3 separate regions of the Macaca mulatta genome follow, and regions 1 and 3 are each linked to region 2. Evidence: chromatin contacts called from public Hi-C data. All regions are on one chromosome and are shown on one strand. Each heading gives the region's core, a stretch centred on a gene start, on an enhancer-like site or on the middle of the called end of the contact. The rest is flanking DNA. Distances are from core to core; before and after follow the strand shown. Region 1 holds the start of MIR1915HG (MIR1915 host gene). Region 2 holds the start of DNAJC1 (DnaJ heat shock protein family (Hsp40) member C1). Region 3 holds the start of BMI1 (BMI1 proto-oncogene, polycomb ring finger).

What was found. Hi-C and Micro-C count contacts between places; a contact is called where the count stands out from the background.
Region 1: a Hi-C map of fetal cortical plate shows a contact between it and region 2, with 4 times the contacts expected there. The contact joins the promoter of MIR1915HG here to the promoter of DNAJC1 in region 2. A contact is called at or near these places in 3 of 14 Hi-C or Micro-C datasets (CD4 T cells, fetal cortex germinal zone and fetal cortical plate).
Region 3: a contact with region 2 is called in a Hi-C map of liver, with 2.7 times the contacts expected there. The contact joins the promoter of BMI1 here to the promoter of DNAJC1 in region 2. A contact is called at or near these places in 4 of 14 Hi-C or Micro-C datasets (fetal cortex germinal zone, fetal cortical plate, fibroblasts and 1 more).

The regions. Positions count from the first base shown.
Region 1 is chr9:22,965,074-22,968,138 of T2T-MMU8v2.0, forward strand. MIR1915HG (MIR1915 host gene) reads right to left here and starts at 1,574. Exons shown (of 4, transcript XM_015146584.3): 1 at 1,064-1,574; 2 at 49-266; 3 at 1-46. The coding sequence starts at 1,362.
Region 2 is chr9:23,473,339-23,476,272 of T2T-MMU8v2.0, forward strand. It overlaps DNAJC1 (DnaJ heat shock protein family (Hsp40) member C1), which reads right to left and starts at 1,674. Exons shown (of 12, transcript NM_001261677.1): 1 at 1,196-1,674. The coding sequence starts at 1,423.
Region 3 is chr9:23,776,466-23,779,190 of T2T-MMU8v2.0, forward strand. It overlaps BMI1 (BMI1 proto-oncogene, polycomb ring finger), which reads left to right and starts at 1,400. Exons shown (of 10, transcript XM_015146598.3): 1 at 1,400-2,018. COMMD3 (COMM domain containing 3) reads left to right here. Exons shown (of 8, transcript NM_001195447.1): 8 at 233-412. The coding sequence ends at 292.

The sequences.
Region 1 (3,065 bases), core at 324-2,823, 510 kb before region 2:
GCACACTCCGGCCGTTCCAGACGGTCAGGCCCACTGCTCGAGGGAAACATGCAGCGATGGAGCCAGGGCTGCGGGCTGCGGACCACGAGAGCCGCGCACGCGGGCTGGGAACCCGGTGGTGCCACCTTAAGAGTAGGGTCGGCGCAGCGGCTGTGGAGACGCCCGGTACCTGCAGGGGGCGCTGCTGTCCCGTGGTTTCTCCCGCGCCGCCGCGTTCAGCGGGCCTGGCAGCTCCGGGGCCCCGGTCCCCGGAGGGGGTGGGGACTCTGGGGGAGGAAGGGATCGAAGTGCAGCCGTTAGGTAAGGAACCCGAGCCCTCCCGGATTTAGAAGCGGCCTCAGTGAGGCGTTTGCAGGAGGGAGCTTTCCATCATTCGGCCGCGAGAGGAAACGTGGGGAGACGCCCTCCCCTACCCCCACTGCCTGCCTTCCTGCCTCCCTCCACCTCCGCTCCCCGACCCCGATCGTGCTTCCCAGACCCTTTGTTCTCGAGGTTGGGAACGGCTGGGTGGGGGTTCCCCGGGGAAGAGGTCCCCCGCGCCACTCGGAGGGGAAGGGACTGCCGCCTGCCCCGCACCCCGGCCCTCCCCGGTGCCGTCCCCCTCTCCCCTGGCCCCTTCCATCGCGTGCTTCCGTTCTCACTCGGACTCCCCCAGCTCCCGAGCTCCGGCTCCCCAGCCTGCACTGTCTGCAAGCCCGCCTGCCTTCCCACCTCCCCGCCACCTCCGAGGTCCCCGGGAAGAGGGGAGGACAGGGAGACGTGTGGGGGAGGAGAAACCATAGAGCCTTCTCGGCGCGGAGCATTCCCAGGGACCCTTCCAGGCCCAACCCCTGGGACCGGCTGCAGAGGCAGGGCTTTCCTGGCGCCGCCGCAGGTCGCAAGGGCCGCCCCCGCCGCGTCGCCCTGGGGCCCACGGGTGCACTGCCCGGGCAACGAGGCAAGGCGCGCCCTCTCAGCGCCAGGACCCAAGACCCCCAGCTGGAGAGAAGGGGACACCGTGGTCCGCGCCCTGGGGAAGCTAATTGCACACGAACGCCCCCCTCTTCCCCGCCCCCCACCGTACCCTCTGCAGCGCCACCCGCGTCGCCTCTCCGCCGTGCGCCACCCTGAGGGCTCCCGCGATTGTATCTTCTTGAGCACAGTTACCAATGCGTTCAGCTTCGTTTCATACTCGGATGGAGGCGTCGCGGAGGGAAGCGAGGGGACAGGGATGCGGGAGTAAGGGAAAGGTGGGGCGGGAAACAGAGCAGAGAGGTGGGAGATGTGGCTGAGGCAATGGCACCGGGCAGCGCCGCCCGGAGTCCCGAGTCCAGGTCCACGAGGCAGGCCCCGGTGCAGCCGCCCCCCGGCCGAACCCTGCATGTCCTCTGTACTGTAGACGCGAGTCCGCGGAGCGCCACTCACACCCCCGTACCCCTGCAAGCTCCCACGGTAGAGGGAGCTCGGCACCAGCCGGGTCACAAAGTAGGTGCCCCCACCACCCACCCCCAGGTGAAGAGGACGCAGCCCGGCGCCGTCAGCTCCAGGCTGCCTGGAGCCCCCTCCGGCCTCTCGGCGTGACCCTGGTCCTCACTGGGCTCGTCGCGAGCTGCGCTAGCTGTTCTTTCAGCAGCGGGTTCCCCAGGACACACCCCGGCCCCACCCCCCGAGAGCTGGCGGCCAGCTCAGGATGCCAGGCGGCCAGGCGGGCGCCCTGCCAAATTCCGCGTTCCTCTCCAGGATACGGGGAGTTGCGTCCCAGGCTCGGGAAAGCCCGCAGTTCGGGCTTGGGACTCGCTTGCAAAGCCCCCTAAGGCGCCAGGGACGCCTCTGCAGGTTGAATTCCTGCTCCGTATCACTTCAATTTTAATTAATCTTTTAAAACACCGCTGTCACGTCGCTTGCAGAAAATTAATCAAACTTGAATCCTTGTTGCATAGCAAGAATTTCGATCCGAGTCTTTTAAAAAGGACTTGACTTTGCAAAGTCACGTCTTTTACAGTTCCCTCATTCCCCCTTTAGCAAGGGAAATATTGCAAAAGTCAAGACATGTTTGTTTGGTTCTTTCTATCTTCAAAATGAAACTTTGCTTATTTCTGATCTTTATTTTCCTGTCTTTGAACAAACAAACAAAAAAACCTAGATAAATTGCCTACGTCGGTTAATTCAAAATATAATTACTTTGAATGATCTTTGTTTAAGAGCCCAGATAAACTAAGATAATCTTAATTTTAATGTGACACGACCCCTATTTTTCCTTGCAAATCATGAGAATAAAGCAGTCATTAATTAATACCAAGATATCTCCATAGAAGATGGTATCCGGTCTCTCTGAGACACTGAAACATCAGTTGTATTAGTAATTGATACTGTATAATTGAACATGAAGATAACCGTCTATTTTTAACCTCCAAGCTTAGAGTTTATTTGGAGATTACTGAGCTCCTAATAATTAATTTTTGTTCCTTCTTACTGCATAAATAATTCTTCTGACTGCCAGTTCCCATGCAATGCAGAGGCTTCTCATTAAAACCTACCCCTCAAAATATAAGATTGTGAAGCTATATTGTGCAGCAACTCCTTCTACTCCATTATTTGTAACATATTTGTTCTATTTCATATCTTCCTGGTACATTTCCTTTGCTGTGATTTTCCTACTAAATATGTGAGAATATAATTATAACATCTTTTACCACAGCTTTGTCTTTCTGTGATCTCTTGGTTCAGTTTAATACACAATAGTTAAGACTTCAATTTTTCAAGTTTCTAAAATTTGAGGATAGTTCCATTGAAGAATCAAAAATACTTGTATAGTGAATTTGCCATGATTATATTCCCAACCTAACACACAGTCCACTTTAACTCACACTTTTCTGTTGTTAAAAATAGACTTTGCTCAAACACATTCCCTTTTTCCAACTTGAGTTGAAGATAGTTCTTACAATTTCCTGGGTTAAATGTACACACTAACACAACCTTTGACATTAAAAAACAAATTCCCCTCCCATGTTGGAGAGAAGTCTTCCAAACAGTTATGGAAATTTAGACTGTAGCTTTAAGGTATCTAATTATTTCTTAGCCTCAGT
Region 2 (2,934 bases), core at 424-2,923:
CTCTTACAAAAATAAAAAACTGTTAGACTCATGGTACCCTGGCAGCCTAGTAAGTTTATATTCAGTGATGGAATGAAAATGCAATGTTTGAAAATTAAAATTCAGTAAATGTTGAATAGTTCACCCACATTTATGATAACCTATGGGGGAGGGGGATGTGCATTTCATATCTAGTTATGTGAAGTGTGCCTTGAATGACAACTATTGTAAACATTAATTTTTTACTCCCATAACTATTCAAAGCATTGTACGAAGGGCTCAATCAGATAAGTGTGAAATATACATTTTTCACCCTGTAAGCCTGAAATCAGCGAAATGTTATCTTCTCCTTTGCGCGAGACTTCAGGTAGAGACTGGATATCTACCCTCACTCAACCACCCTCAATGGTAGAACTAAAAAGCAACAGAAGGGTTTTACAAGTTAATGTCTCAAGCTAAAAAAGAAAACAAAATGAAACAAAAGGAAAAGGGGGAAAAAAAAACCCATTCCTACATTACTGGTTGGGGGCTTCTCTTCCAATCGCACTCCAAGTCCTGTGCTGCCCAAAAAACTTAACACCTCCAACCTGGTAGAGGCTTCAAATTCCTCCAGATTTCTAAACTGCGAAAGAAACATCTATCTAACAGGCTAAAAACGATGTCCAAGTACGAGGTAAGAAAAACTTCTGCAACACAGACACTGGTCACAGTGCATTCCTACTTTCCCAGAAGGGAAGAGGAGGGGAGGCAGCTGAAATAAGAATAAGAATGAGGGTAAGTCTCGGTGGAAGATGACAGTTTAGAGAAGCGGCTGCTCTTTCTCACATTCAGGGGGACAGGAAGGCAAACGGTAGGTGTTAAATTAAAAACAAAAAAAGTCTACCCACACCACTCTTCCTTCTTCCTCCAGCACAGCTGGAGGGGGAAGGCTCTTCCCCAGAACGCCGGACCAGAGAGATGGCATTGCCACCCCAGGCAAGTGGCGTCGTCCAGCCTGTCACTGGGGCTGGGACTAGAAAAGTTGAAGCAGGAGTAAGGATCTGGGGAAGACGGACACGTCCTTCCGAGGCTGAGGACCCCGGTGGCCCGGGCTGAGGGCAGCCAGAGCCCGGGGTGACCGAGCCCTGCCCTCCGTGTCCGACTCTCTGAGGAACCGGGGTCGCCTGCCGCCTGCCCCGGCCCCTCTCCGCCCGGCCCCGCGCGCCTCCTTGCTTACCTGCTGCACTCCGAGGAACTGGTAGAAGTTGAGCTGCACCTCCTCCACCAAGTCAAACAACTCCAGGTCTCCGCTCTCCCAGCCGCGCGCCGGCGCCACGGCGGCCAGCAGCAGCAGCAGCAGCAGCGGCCACAGCAGCGGCGTCCGCGGCTGCGGCGGCGGGAAAGGCATTAGCCCGAGCTGGCGGCGCCCAGGAAGCTGTGCCGGCCAGGAGCACAGAGCCGTCATCGCACTGGGCTCGGAAAGGTCACCCGCCGCGCACCTCCGTTGGCCGAGAGCTGGGACGTGGCGGGCGGCACTGGCTGTGGGAAACAGTGCCCGTCAGTGAAAAGCGCGGGCAGGCGCACCGGAACGGCCCGCCAGGCGGCTGGTCCCAGACTGAGCGCGGTGGTGGCGGGAGCCCGCGGCCGGACCAGCGGCTGGGCGGGCGGGCGGGGCCGCAGTCGGCGATACGTTCCGCGGACCCTGGCCCCCAGGCCTACACACAGCTGGAGAGCCAGCGCCCGGCGCCTGGGCTGCACAGGGGGAGAGGCTTCCCTTTGCCTCAGCCTATCCCAGGCCTCGCTTCCGGTGACATCACGTCTCCTAGCAACCGCGGGGAAGGGGGCGTGGCCGGAAGCCTGGACGCCTGGCGCCCCGATCTGGGCCTAGGTGAAATGCCTTTCAATCGGTTGGGCGCGTCGAGGAGCTGAATCTACGCCAAAACGGGCTGAGAGACAGGGAAGGTTATAGCCATCACGCGTCTACCTGGAACGCCCCTCGTGGACTTCCCCCGAAATAGCTACTGTCTTCCCCTCCCCCAGCTATCGAACACTAAAAGCATATTTGAAGCCTGATTAATTGATTATGGCTTCCGTGCATTTAATTAGTCCTTCAGCAAAGAAGACAGGACAAGTTGAACCAGGTTCTAAAAGGGGCAAATCTAGTAAGTAGAGAGAGGTAGAGCAGAAAAGGAATTCAAACCAAAACAATTATGAATTAAGATTTACAGGTATAATACCACAAAATGGCCTGGTAGAATTAATAGTTAATAATGGTGACTCAGTCATAGTTGGAGGAGGAATGGAGTTTATCCATCTTAGCCCACCTCCAGTTGGGGTTCTTTTGAAAATAGACCTCAGTTGAGATGTTTCCGTTTTAAAAGACAGGCTAAAAACCTTCTCTCTCTTCCGTAACAATGCCTCACTTCCTAGTCTTGCATTGCTTCTGTTCAATCTCTTTTCAAGTTATTTTCTCCACCACGATTCTCTTGTGTGAACTTTATTTTCCTTTTGGCTTTCTCACATTTCTCTTCCCTGAACTCTCCACTCTTGTTGAGGAAGAAGGAAGCAAAAAATGCTACTAAAACTCAGAAAGTTAGCTCAATTTTGAAAGTTTGACCTCATGCTCTTTCCATCTTGGATCTAGTTAGTTAAATCAAGCTCCATAGCGTAATGATAAAGCTACTTCCCTCTCATAGTCAGAATATACTATGTTGGATAAAGGTTAGAAAAACACTAGGAAGCAAATCTTACTGAGAAAATCCTAGTATGGAGTGTTAAAAATATTTTTAAATAAAATCAATAAATGCAAATCTTGGTATGGAGTTTTAGAAATATTTTTGAATGAATTCATAAATGAATGCAAGTATATCTTGCTTAAAAATAATAGGTATGCTTGAATTACTCACATTTTAATCTATCATGAGGGCTGCTATAACAAAATACTTTAGACTGGGTGACTTAAACAACAGATACTTA
Region 3 (2,725 bases), core at 150-2,649, 300 kb after region 2:
CGGTTAGAAATCATGTTTCAGTGTGAGGGCAAATAACCGATTTGAACATGAGATATTTCTGAGGAAACGCTTCTTTTTGACCGATAGTAGTTTGTCAAAGGTTAAAATCTTGTTGAATTTTAAACTTGTTTGGAAGATGTGTCCTGACTTTTTTTCTTGCATCTTTCTTGAACTTGGATACTTCTTTCCATGTTTTATCCTAAAAACGTGGTATTGTATACACGTCTTTTAGGACTTGGTGGGGAAACTTAAAGATGCTTCGAAAAGCCTGGAAAGAGCAACTCAGTTGTAACTTGGGGAAGTTAACGATCCGCCCGAGTGCAGAGGAAAACCAGAAACGCCTTGCCTTGAGCTGAACCACCGTTTGTGCGAGCTGGATGTTCTTTTCAGTAGAAAAGAATTTTCCTTTTGAATTTATACCATTCATCAATTTTGACACTTTAAAAAACACGTGTGAAAAGGTTAAGAGGGAAAGATACTGCCCAAGTATTGAATCGTTTAGTACTAACTGTCCATTTATTCTATTTTGATCTTTTTCAAGTCTTCTGAAAGGAAGTAGACAGTATTACACCCTGAATAAATAAGGTGTTGTTTTCCACAAAGAGTGATGATATTTTGTTTGGATCTGAATTCGTGTGTTAATTATTACTTTGTGTGAAGCTAGATAGGAGTAGTGTGAACTTTTAACGATAGCCTTTTCTCAGGATTAAAGTTAAACAAGGAGGAAAGGATGCGATCCCCCCGGGTCTGTCGCAGAACCCTGCTTCGGGACTCTGGGGGCGGGCGCGGGCGGCTGCGCGGCCCGTTACCTGCGCCCGAGGGCTCGCCCACATCCCGACCCTCGGCCGCCGGGTCCTGGCCCGGCGCGGAGCCCCTGCCCGGAGCCAGCCGTCGCCCGCGCGCGCCCCGCCTCGGCCGCCGGCGGGCGGGGAAGAGGCCGGCGCGGCCGCGGGCGGGCGGGCAAGGGCAGGCGCTGTTGTTTCTGCGAGCCCAACTCGGGCGCAGGTTCCGCGCCGCGGCGCCTGAGCCTGGGCCGCAGCCCGCGGGGCCGGCCGGGGGACGGCGGCCGGGGGACGTATGCGCCCCGGGAGGAGGCGGGCGGCCGGGAGAAAGAAAGAACGGGGGGCGGGGTGGACTGCGCGGCGTGCGGGGCCGGAGTGGCGGCCGCGCGGAGTAAGGCGGCGCGTGTGGCGCTGTGGAGAAATGTCTCCACCGCCGCGGCGCGGGGCGAGGGAGGGGGCCGGGCGCGCGGCGCAGAGGGGAGGGGGCGGCCACGGGCCTGACTACACCGACACTAATTCCCAGGCCGCCCTTAAGGAATGAGGGGAGCACGTGACCCGCTGGGGGGGCGGCGGGGGGAGGGGGCGGGCGGACTCCGAGCCATTTTGGAGCCGGTGTCAGTTTCCACTCTGCCTTCAGCGGTGCATTTTTTTCCACCCTCCCCTCCCCCTCCTCCCCTCCCCCCGCTCGCACGCGCACACACGGCGCCCCCCGCCCGCCCGCCTCCCCCACAGCAACTATGAAATAATCGTAGTATGAGAGGCAGAGATCGGGGCGAGACAATGGGGATGTGGGCGCGGGAGCCCCGCTCCGGCTTAGCAGCACCTCCCAGCCCCGCAGAATAAAACCGATCGCGCCCCCTCCGCGCGCGCCCTCCCCCGAGTGCGGAGCGGGAGGAGGCGGCGGCGGCCGAGGAGGAGGAGGAGGAGGAGGAGGAGGAGGAGGAGGAGGCCCCGGAGGAGGAGGCGTTGGAGGTCGAGGCGGAGGCGGAGGAGGAGGAGGCCGAGGCGCCGGAGGAGGCCGAGGCGCCGGAGCAGGAGGAGGCCGGTCGGAGGCGGCATGAGGCGAGCGCGGCGGCCGCGGCTGCTCGGGGCCGCGCTGGTTGCCCATTGACAGCGGCGTCTGCAGCTCGCTTCAAGATGGCCGCTTGGCTCGCATTCATTTTCTGCTGAACGACTTTTAACTTTCATTGTCTTTTCCGCCCGCTTCGATCGCCTCGCGCCGGCTGCTCTTTCCGGGTACGTAGGAGGCGAGGCGCCCCCGGGACTGGGCTGGGGGCCGGCGGGGGCCGCGCGGGGCTCGGGGCGGCCGCGGGTGGAAGGGGAGCCCCCCCCGTGCCCCGGCCGCGCCGCCGGGAGGGCGCTGACAGCGTGGGCGCCCGGCCCCGCGCCCCGCGCCGCCCGCCTCGCGCCCGCCGGCCCCGCGCGCAGCCCGCCCCGCGCCCGCGAGCGCGCGCCCGCCGCCGCCCGCCGAGTCCCGCGGCGCCGGGACCGACCCGCAGCCCGCGCCACGCCGCCGCCGCCAGCAGGGCTCGGCGCCGCTCCAGCCGCCGCCGCCCGCTCAGCCCCGGCGCGCCGCGCGCGGCCCCACGTTTTAGTTCCCCGCTACCCCGGGCGCCCCTCCGCACCCTCGCGACGCACATGGCCCCCAAGAGGAGCACTCGTATTTCCAGCCTCGGCGGCTCTCCCGGCCGCAGCGCCCTTTGTTGAGAGGTAGATTTGGATGAAACGGGGACGGGATCCTGAAATCGGGAGCTGCTTGGGTCAAGTGGCTTCCCTCCTCTCCCGAAGAAAGGGCTCTGGAGGGGCTCCAGCCCCCAGAGAACGCCCCCATTTTATAGGGACGGGTTGCGTGGGAGGCGGCCAACCCGCCAAGGTGGGTGTTAGGCTGGAGAGAGCCCCGACAAAAATGTTATTAACTTAAGTTGGGGGGACACTTGTGTGAG